2 separate regions of the Sus scrofa genome follow, and region 2 is linked to region 1. Evidence: chromatin contacts called from public promoter capture Hi-C data. All regions are on one chromosome and are shown on one strand. Each heading gives the region's core, a stretch centred on a gene start, on an enhancer-like site or on the middle of the called end of the contact. The rest is flanking DNA. Distances are from core to core; before and after follow the strand shown.

Region 1 (3,682 bases), core at 122-2,621:
ACCTGTCTGGCATTCCTTGTGGAAGTATTATACCTGAAAAGGCAATAAGAAAAATTCCATTCTCGCCCACTCCCATTTTGTTTTCTCTGTCCAATGTCATCTTCAATTGGAATGGATTCTTCTGAAGGGGGCACGTGAGGGGCAGAAGTAACCATAGACCAGTAGAGTAACTTCATTAATTCCGAGGCTGCTGTCAGTAACCACCAGTTGAGCAAAACAGTTTTTCTAAGGAGTAGTACTGAATAAGAGAAATCCTCTCCACTTCTCAGAACTAAAGCTAAGTGTCTGCCATCACCTTCTAGAAAAGTCGTGGCTTCATTTTTAATGAATGACAGCTACTTTAGTATCCCGAAACCAGAGTGGGTTCTAGCTTCTCTAAAGTGAAATGTGAAGCCATGTGACAGGGCCCAGAGGGGGAAATGATCTTGTGCAATATACTAAATTTAAATTCTGCTTTTGCTGTTGGTAAAGCAAGAAGGGGAAGACATAAAGAAAAAGCAAAGGCAAGTGGAAACAGTTTCCCAGGGGGCTGAGTTCTTCGGGTTTTTCAATTCCTTTTTGCCCTGTTGGTTTTGATCATTTTTAGATTTATTAAGTGGAAACGGAATAAGAAGTCCGTAGAAAAAAACGATATAAGCCACGATGCATGATTTGTTGAAAAATGAAGATAGGAGGAAAGGGGAAGATTCTTTAGTTATGAAATTACACTGTTAGCAAAATATTCGCTATTCAGTGACAACCATAGCTGCCTTGGCCTCAGTCCAGCCAGCCATGTTTGAGTATTGAGATCCTAGCTAGCGATTTCCTATTCTCTCCACTGTACATACAGTTGAGGACTCTTTTTTATAGTACTCTTGAGAGCTCCAGAACACAGCAAATGAAAAGGCAACGAGCAAGGTTGTTCCAAAACGGAATTAGTTTTTCTTCCTGCTTCCTACCGAGACGCTCAGAATAAGAACCCGGCGCTGTTCGCAGGGAGACACCATGGACAGCTCTTCAGGCTTTGCCCTCTTAGCCTGCTGCGCTGACTGTCCCGAGGCCTCCCCCGAGTCTACGCCGATGGGGGCCGCAGGGGGTGGTCGGGACACCCATCTTGGGCACGTATCAATATCCAGCTCCCAAAGCTTTTCCCCAGAGTCCCTCCTTGGAGCCTACAGGGAGGGCTGGTAAGCTCTGAAAAGCCCACGCAAGGGGGTCAAGAAGGACGCATCTTCCCTCTCCCCGTCGCATCACCAGCGGTGGGACCTGCAGCCGCAGCCTGGGGTACACGCCGCCCGCGGCGAAGGTTGGTGCCCTTGGAGGCGGTGGCCACCCACCACTACCTGGCCCGCCGGGCGGCCCCCGAGTGGGCGTGGCCCCCGGACGCCCCCGCCCCTTTCCTGCGAGGGGCGGGCCTTCCGCCCCGGGCCCCGGCGCAATGCGGAAGAGATGGACCTGCTGGAACGGAAGTGACGCTTCCGGCGACTGTGGCTGCGGCTGCGGAAGACGGAGGAGGAGGAGCCGGAGGAAGAGGTGAGCCGGCTGGCGGAGGGCGGGGAGCGGCTGCGGCCGGACCCACCGGCTGCGGGGCTCGCGGGCCGGCGCTTCCTGGAGCAATCTCCGCCTCCGCAGCCTGGGCGGGAGCGGTGAGAGGCGACCGCCGGCTGCCGGGTATGGGAGGGCTGGCAGGGTGGTTGGGAGCCCACTGGTTGTGAGGGCGCCGCGTCGGGCGGGGGGCTGAGGTGACAGCGGCTGTCAGCCTGCCCGCAGGAAAGGCACCGATTAGTATGGGCGCCGGGTCATCTTTTCTGGCGTATAATGGAGGGAACGGACTGCTCGTCGTTTCCGTCCCCCTGGGAAGGAGCCGCTTTCCTGACGGTCGATTGCCCGGGACCCCCGAGGAGCCCCGGTCGGGTCCGTGTCCCGAGTCGTGACTCTTCCCGGGTGGCCATTCATATTTACCGGCTGCCGCCTGCGGACCGGTCAGCCCGCGGTGCCCTGGGGCTGGGCGGGAGGCGGCGGTAACCTGTGTCGCTTTCCTTGCCCTTCACCGCCGCCCCCGGGAGAGCTTGTTCAGTCGGGTAATCCTTTCCCATTTCTCGCCCCCTAAGGAGCTTTGAATCCGCCTTGGTAACCTTCCCACCTACGTCTCGTTTTCCCCCTTTCGGCCTGAAGTTTCCGAACCGTTTCCCTTTTAACGTAGTGACAAATCCTGAAGCAGGAAGCTGATAAACAATTCCGAGCGAAATACGCTCAATTTTTTTCCTTTTGGTAAACATAAACTAAAGGGGAAACTCCTCTTAACCAAGCCGTTCATGGGCTTGGAGTGATAAAACCCCGACTTGCCTTGCGCTGAGAATTGGTGCCGTTTCGTCTTGCTTTTCTGTAAAATTAAGTGACGACTTATCTTTTGGAATAAACCATTCTCTCCCCGAGCTCCCTTTTTTTTCCACCCCACCCCCCATCAAAACCTGGCAGGGAGGGACTTCTGGATGCCTTGCAGTCCTTGCTGCAGAAAGAAACATTAGCTTCATTTGCTTTGCTTTTGCTTGGTTTTCACAGGGCTGCCTCTGAAGAAAGGAGAATGGCGTTCAGCAAAGGATTTCGGATCTATCACAAATTGGATCCCCCACCTTTCAGCCTCATAGTGGAAACTAGGCATAAGGAAGAATGTCTCATGTTCGAGTCTGGGGCTGTAGCCGTGCTCTGTAAGTCATCTCGTACAGCCCAGCTGATGATGGTCTGTTTTGATTTGAAATAATTCAGATTCAACCCATTTTTTTAAGGAAGACTCTGATAACCTTCTCATTGTTTTTCACCTAGCAGGTCATGCTTTTATTTCCTTTTAACCAGATCTTATTTTCTTTTCTTCCCCTGCTGCAGGTTTTTTTTGGAGGTGGGGGGAGATGCAGGTTTTGGTACACATTTTTGCTTTCTTGGGTTCCTCTGCTGCTCCTAAAAGTAAATCTTTCTAAAAAAGAAAAAAAATATGGTTGCAATTTGTAGCACAACACATCAACCCATAAAATGGCTTGCTTGACATTTTTGCTGTGATGAATTTCTTTTTTTTTTTTTTTTTTTTTTTTTGCTTTTTATGGACGAACCTCCGGCATATGGAGGTTCCCAAGCTAGGGGTCTAATCAGAGCTACAGCTGCCAGCCTACACCACAGCAACGCAGGATCCGAACCACATCTGCTACCTACACCACAGCTCATGGCAACACCAGATCCTTAACCCACTGACCGAACAACATGATTCCTAGTCGGATTCGATTCCTCTACGCCACGACAGGAACTCCTGTGATGAATTTCTTATAGGTCAGTTATAGTAATGGACTATAAGAGTATTTAATATTATTGGAGTATCTTATGGTGAGGCTCTTATATTTTCATTAAGAGAATTGTAAACAAGCTTTAACATTTCATGTAAGGTAGGTGATTGATTTCATATTGTTTAGAAAATTATTTTCATAGTTTATTTTAAAGAAAAGGACTACTTGCACCACAAGAAAAATAGTATATGAGTAATGTTAAGGTTGTTTTGTAGGAAAATGGATGAAATTGAAAAGAAAGAGATTAATTTGAATATTACATTTGTTTTTGTCCTTTCTTATTAATAAATATTACATTTCTTAATATAAGATTTTGGCAGATAACTTCAGCTTGGAGTTATTTCTAATGTAATTATGTTGTTAGAGGCTTT
Region 2 (3,482 bases), core at 125-2,624, 100 kb after region 1:
AGGGAATTCCTCTTGTCACTATATTTTAGCCAGTTTAGTAGTGAATATTTCATTGTGACTTTAATTTGTGCTTCCTAGTGATGGTGAACATATTTTAATGTGCTGATTTGTCATCTAATGTCTTCGTTACTGAAATATATATTTGTGTCCTTTGCCCATTTTCTAAATATTGTCTTTTTTTTTAACTGATGTGTTTTTGAGGGTTCTTTATATAATATTCTAGATACTTCACCTTTGTTGGATATGTGGTTTGCAATTATTTCTCCCTGTCAGCCTCTCCACATGATCTGTATCCAGAGCCTGAGCCCTGCATGTCCACAGACTACAGCATAAGTGATTAACACAGGAAAACCAAACTCACAAAACAATGATGCATAAATCAAAACATCAATTTATTACTGTTAGAAAAATAGGTCTGACAACATCAAGATTAGCAAGCATGTGGAAAAATGGAAATTCATGCACTGTTGGTAAGAGGGCAAATTAGCACATCAGTTCTAAAGAGCAATTTAACAATGTCCAGTAAAAGTTCATATATTCTATCAGAAGAAATTTGATTTGGAAGTTCCTGTTGTGGCTCAGCAGTAACGAGCCCAACTGGTATCCATGAGGATGCAGGTTCGATCCCTGGCCCCATTCAGTGGGTTAAAGGATCTGGCATTGCGTGAGCTGTGGTGTAGGCCAGCAGCTCCATTTCAACCCCTAGTCCGGGAACTTCCATATGCTACACATGCATCCCTAAAAATCAGGAAAAGAAAATTTTTTTTGATTTGGAGAGAATTCTAGGACACATGAACCAAGACATGCATTGTTTGTAACAGTGAAAACTAGAAATAAACTAACCATCAAGGGGGGAATGGAGTGACATGACTATACGGTAGAATAGTATACAGCACTGAAAAAGTGAATGACATATTAGTGAATCTCATTGTGGAGCCATAAAGCAAGTTACAAAACAATACAGTGTGACAGCAGTTATATAAAATTTAAAACATGTAGGAGTTCCTGTTGTGGCTCAGCAGTGACAAATCTAACTAGTATCCATAAGGACGAGGGTTTGATCCCTGACCTCACTCAGTGGGTTAAGGATCCACTGTTGCTATGAGCTGCGGTGTAGGTGGAAGACAAGGCTCAGATCTGGTGGTACTGTGACTGTGGTATCAGCCAGCAGCTGTAGCGCCAATTTGACCCCTAGCCTGGGAAGCTCCATATGCCGAAGGAAAAGTGCCCTCCCCACCTCCCCTAAAAAAAAGCAAAATGATATTCTCTATTCTTCAGGGCTACATACCCATGTTAACGTTATTTAAAAAATTTTTTTTCAATAGAGTAAAAATTTGCTCTTTTCCTCCCTGGCTACCTGATATCCAGCAGCCATGGCAAATGGCCCATTAATTATCTGGACCAGAGTGTTCATCGCAGTGGTTTGCTTCAACGGATACAAATGGTCATGGGATGCCCTTTATCCTAGAAAGGCAACAGTACCTATAATATTTACAGACAATAAGCAAAGTACTCAAGACCCCACATTTGTCAGCTTTGGCTTCAAATTCAGAACCCATTTGGGTGGTGACAAGACAACAGGGTTTTTCATAATCTATAATCATGTAAACCACACCGAGAAAAAGCTGCACACCAAACTTGCAAGATATGACCCGTATGAGAAGAAAAAGACCTTACGAGAACACTGACAAGAACACAACCAAAGAATAATGTTAAGAGGAACTCAAGGGCAAATATCGGTGCTGACAAAAATTAAAGATGGTTAACCGCCTCATCTGGGGCACTTTGGCAGATTTCCCACCAGAGATGCTGTTCGTAAACTACATATTTAAACAAAACTGGATCGCCAATACAAACATGGCTTTTCTATACTTTTCATTTTATATTATTAAAAATTATACCCCGAGACCTTGTAATACACGTTTGTGGATAAACAGTCACACTACCCAGAAGGCACCTGTAAACCAGATTTGAAGCAGGCATGATGGATAAAGAACTGGATTCAGAAGAAATGGGGATAATCTAATAGCCAGTGGTCAGGAGCTAAGAGAGACATGTGCCAATCTGATCAGTGCTGCATGTTGCAGGGTCTCCATGATCCCTGCCTCAACAGTACTAGAGGTGAAAACACATCCCTCCCTGGATGCCATACCCCTTCTGGCCATTACCAGCCTAATGGTATTCATATGAGGCCCTGGATTGGCTTTGGGCATTTCCAGGCCTACAGTCACAAAATTCCTCCACTCGGCCCTGAACTCTAGGGATACACTTTCAATGGAGGAAGCCAAGGTTTCAGGTATACCAAGTAGCAGGTGCTTGCCATATTCAAATCAATTCGCATTTAGCAATGGGCTTCAAAGGAAATAACTAGGGGTAGGAGCTGCGCAGTATCTTAGTTTTGTTGGCGCCATGTTATTAAGGGCTCAGTGCAAATGTCATCCACATTTATTTAGGCATTCTTTGACCAACCAATTTAAAAAGCCAGTCGCCCTGTCGTGTTTTCTTCATACCTCTATTTGAATTTGCCTTGTCTGTTTACTTTTGTTTTCTCTTTGTCACCTACACTGAACATAAGCTCCAGGAAAGCTGTGGACCTGCAGCCATGTCACCGGCTCTTGGAAGAAACAGCACAAGCCCTATTGCTCTTCAATAGGAATTTGTTGGTTGGTGGTCGGCTGGATGGTTGGCGGGGTGGGAAGAGGTCGCTGCACTAGCAGCTGCTCGAGTCACTCTAGATATATCCGAATCAGCCTGAACAAAGGAATATGGACACTTTCCCAAACGCCTCCGTGCTGAAAACCCGAGCAGAGGAAACAGGCACCATGAGCGAGCCAGGACAGCCTCTCCAAAACGGCGCAGACCGGAAGCGGCAGGAGGCGTTTCCGGAAGTGAGGATTGGAGCCGGCGGAAATGCTCCTGCGACTCGCAGGTGCCCTGTGGAGGCTGTTGAGGGGCTCGGCGCCTGCGGGTGCCCACCACCCCACCCACTCCCGGCCTAGAAATTTCCCTTCCACCCATCTCCTTGAGTGGAGTGTCGGGCCCCAAGCCAGCGGACTGGGAGGTCCGCGCTCCCCTCCTGCTGCTTGGTCTGTTTGCTGGTTGCCCCGACAACAACCACTTCCGGCAACTGTGCTGGGCGAATCCGGCTCGGCGGGTAGGCTCAGGCACCCGCGGTCCTCCAGGACTGTGTAGAGGGTTGCTCAGCAGCACCTGCTTCCTGTAGTGGAGAACTAGATCTCCGCGCACCGTAGCTTCCCCAGCCCCGGAGTCCGACCTGGAGTCGTGGCCCCTCAAACTTTGTTTCCTGTTTCTCCGGGCAACAGCCACTTCCGGGAGCGAGTTTGGTTCCCCCCGCACAGCGGAGGCCGGAGCTCTGGGTTCCGGCCTAACTGCCAGCAGCAGTTAGTCGGTCGACGCGGTTCGCCTGGCGGGTGACCGCGGCCCGCTCCTCCCCCGGCCTTCTCGCCGTCTCGGCGGGGCCT

What was found. Promoter capture Hi-C pulls out the DNA fragments that hold promoters and counts their contacts.
Region 2: a contact with region 1 is called in a promoter capture Hi-C map of fetal liver, with 2.9 times the contacts expected there. The contact joins the promoter of LOC102160250 here to the promoter of SYNJ1 in region 1. A contact is called at or near these places in 2 of 5 promoter capture datasets (fetal liver and liver), 5 of 47 Hi-C or Micro-C datasets (alveolar macrophages, embryonic fibroblasts, liver and 1 more) and 2 of 2 datasets of contacts at active chromatin or transcription factors (alveolar macrophages and skeletal muscle).

Annotation. Positions count from the first base shown.
Region 1 is chr13:196,328,201-196,331,882 of Sscrofa11.1, reverse strand. SYNJ1 (synaptojanin-1) reads left to right here and starts at 1,371. Exons shown (of 32, transcript XM_013982569.2): 1 at 1,371-1,512; 2 at 2,542-2,687. The coding sequence starts at 1,418.
Region 2 is chr13:196,224,817-196,228,298 of Sscrofa11.1, reverse strand. It overlaps LOC102160250 (40S ribosomal protein S24-like), which reads left to right and starts at 1,374. Exons shown (of 1, transcript XM_005670326.1): 1 at 1,374-1,688. The coding sequence starts at 1,374. The coding sequence ends at 1,688. C13H21orf59 (UPF0769 protein C21orf59 homolog) reads left to right here and starts at 2,904. Exons shown (of 7, transcript XM_003132752.4): 1 at 2,904-3,482.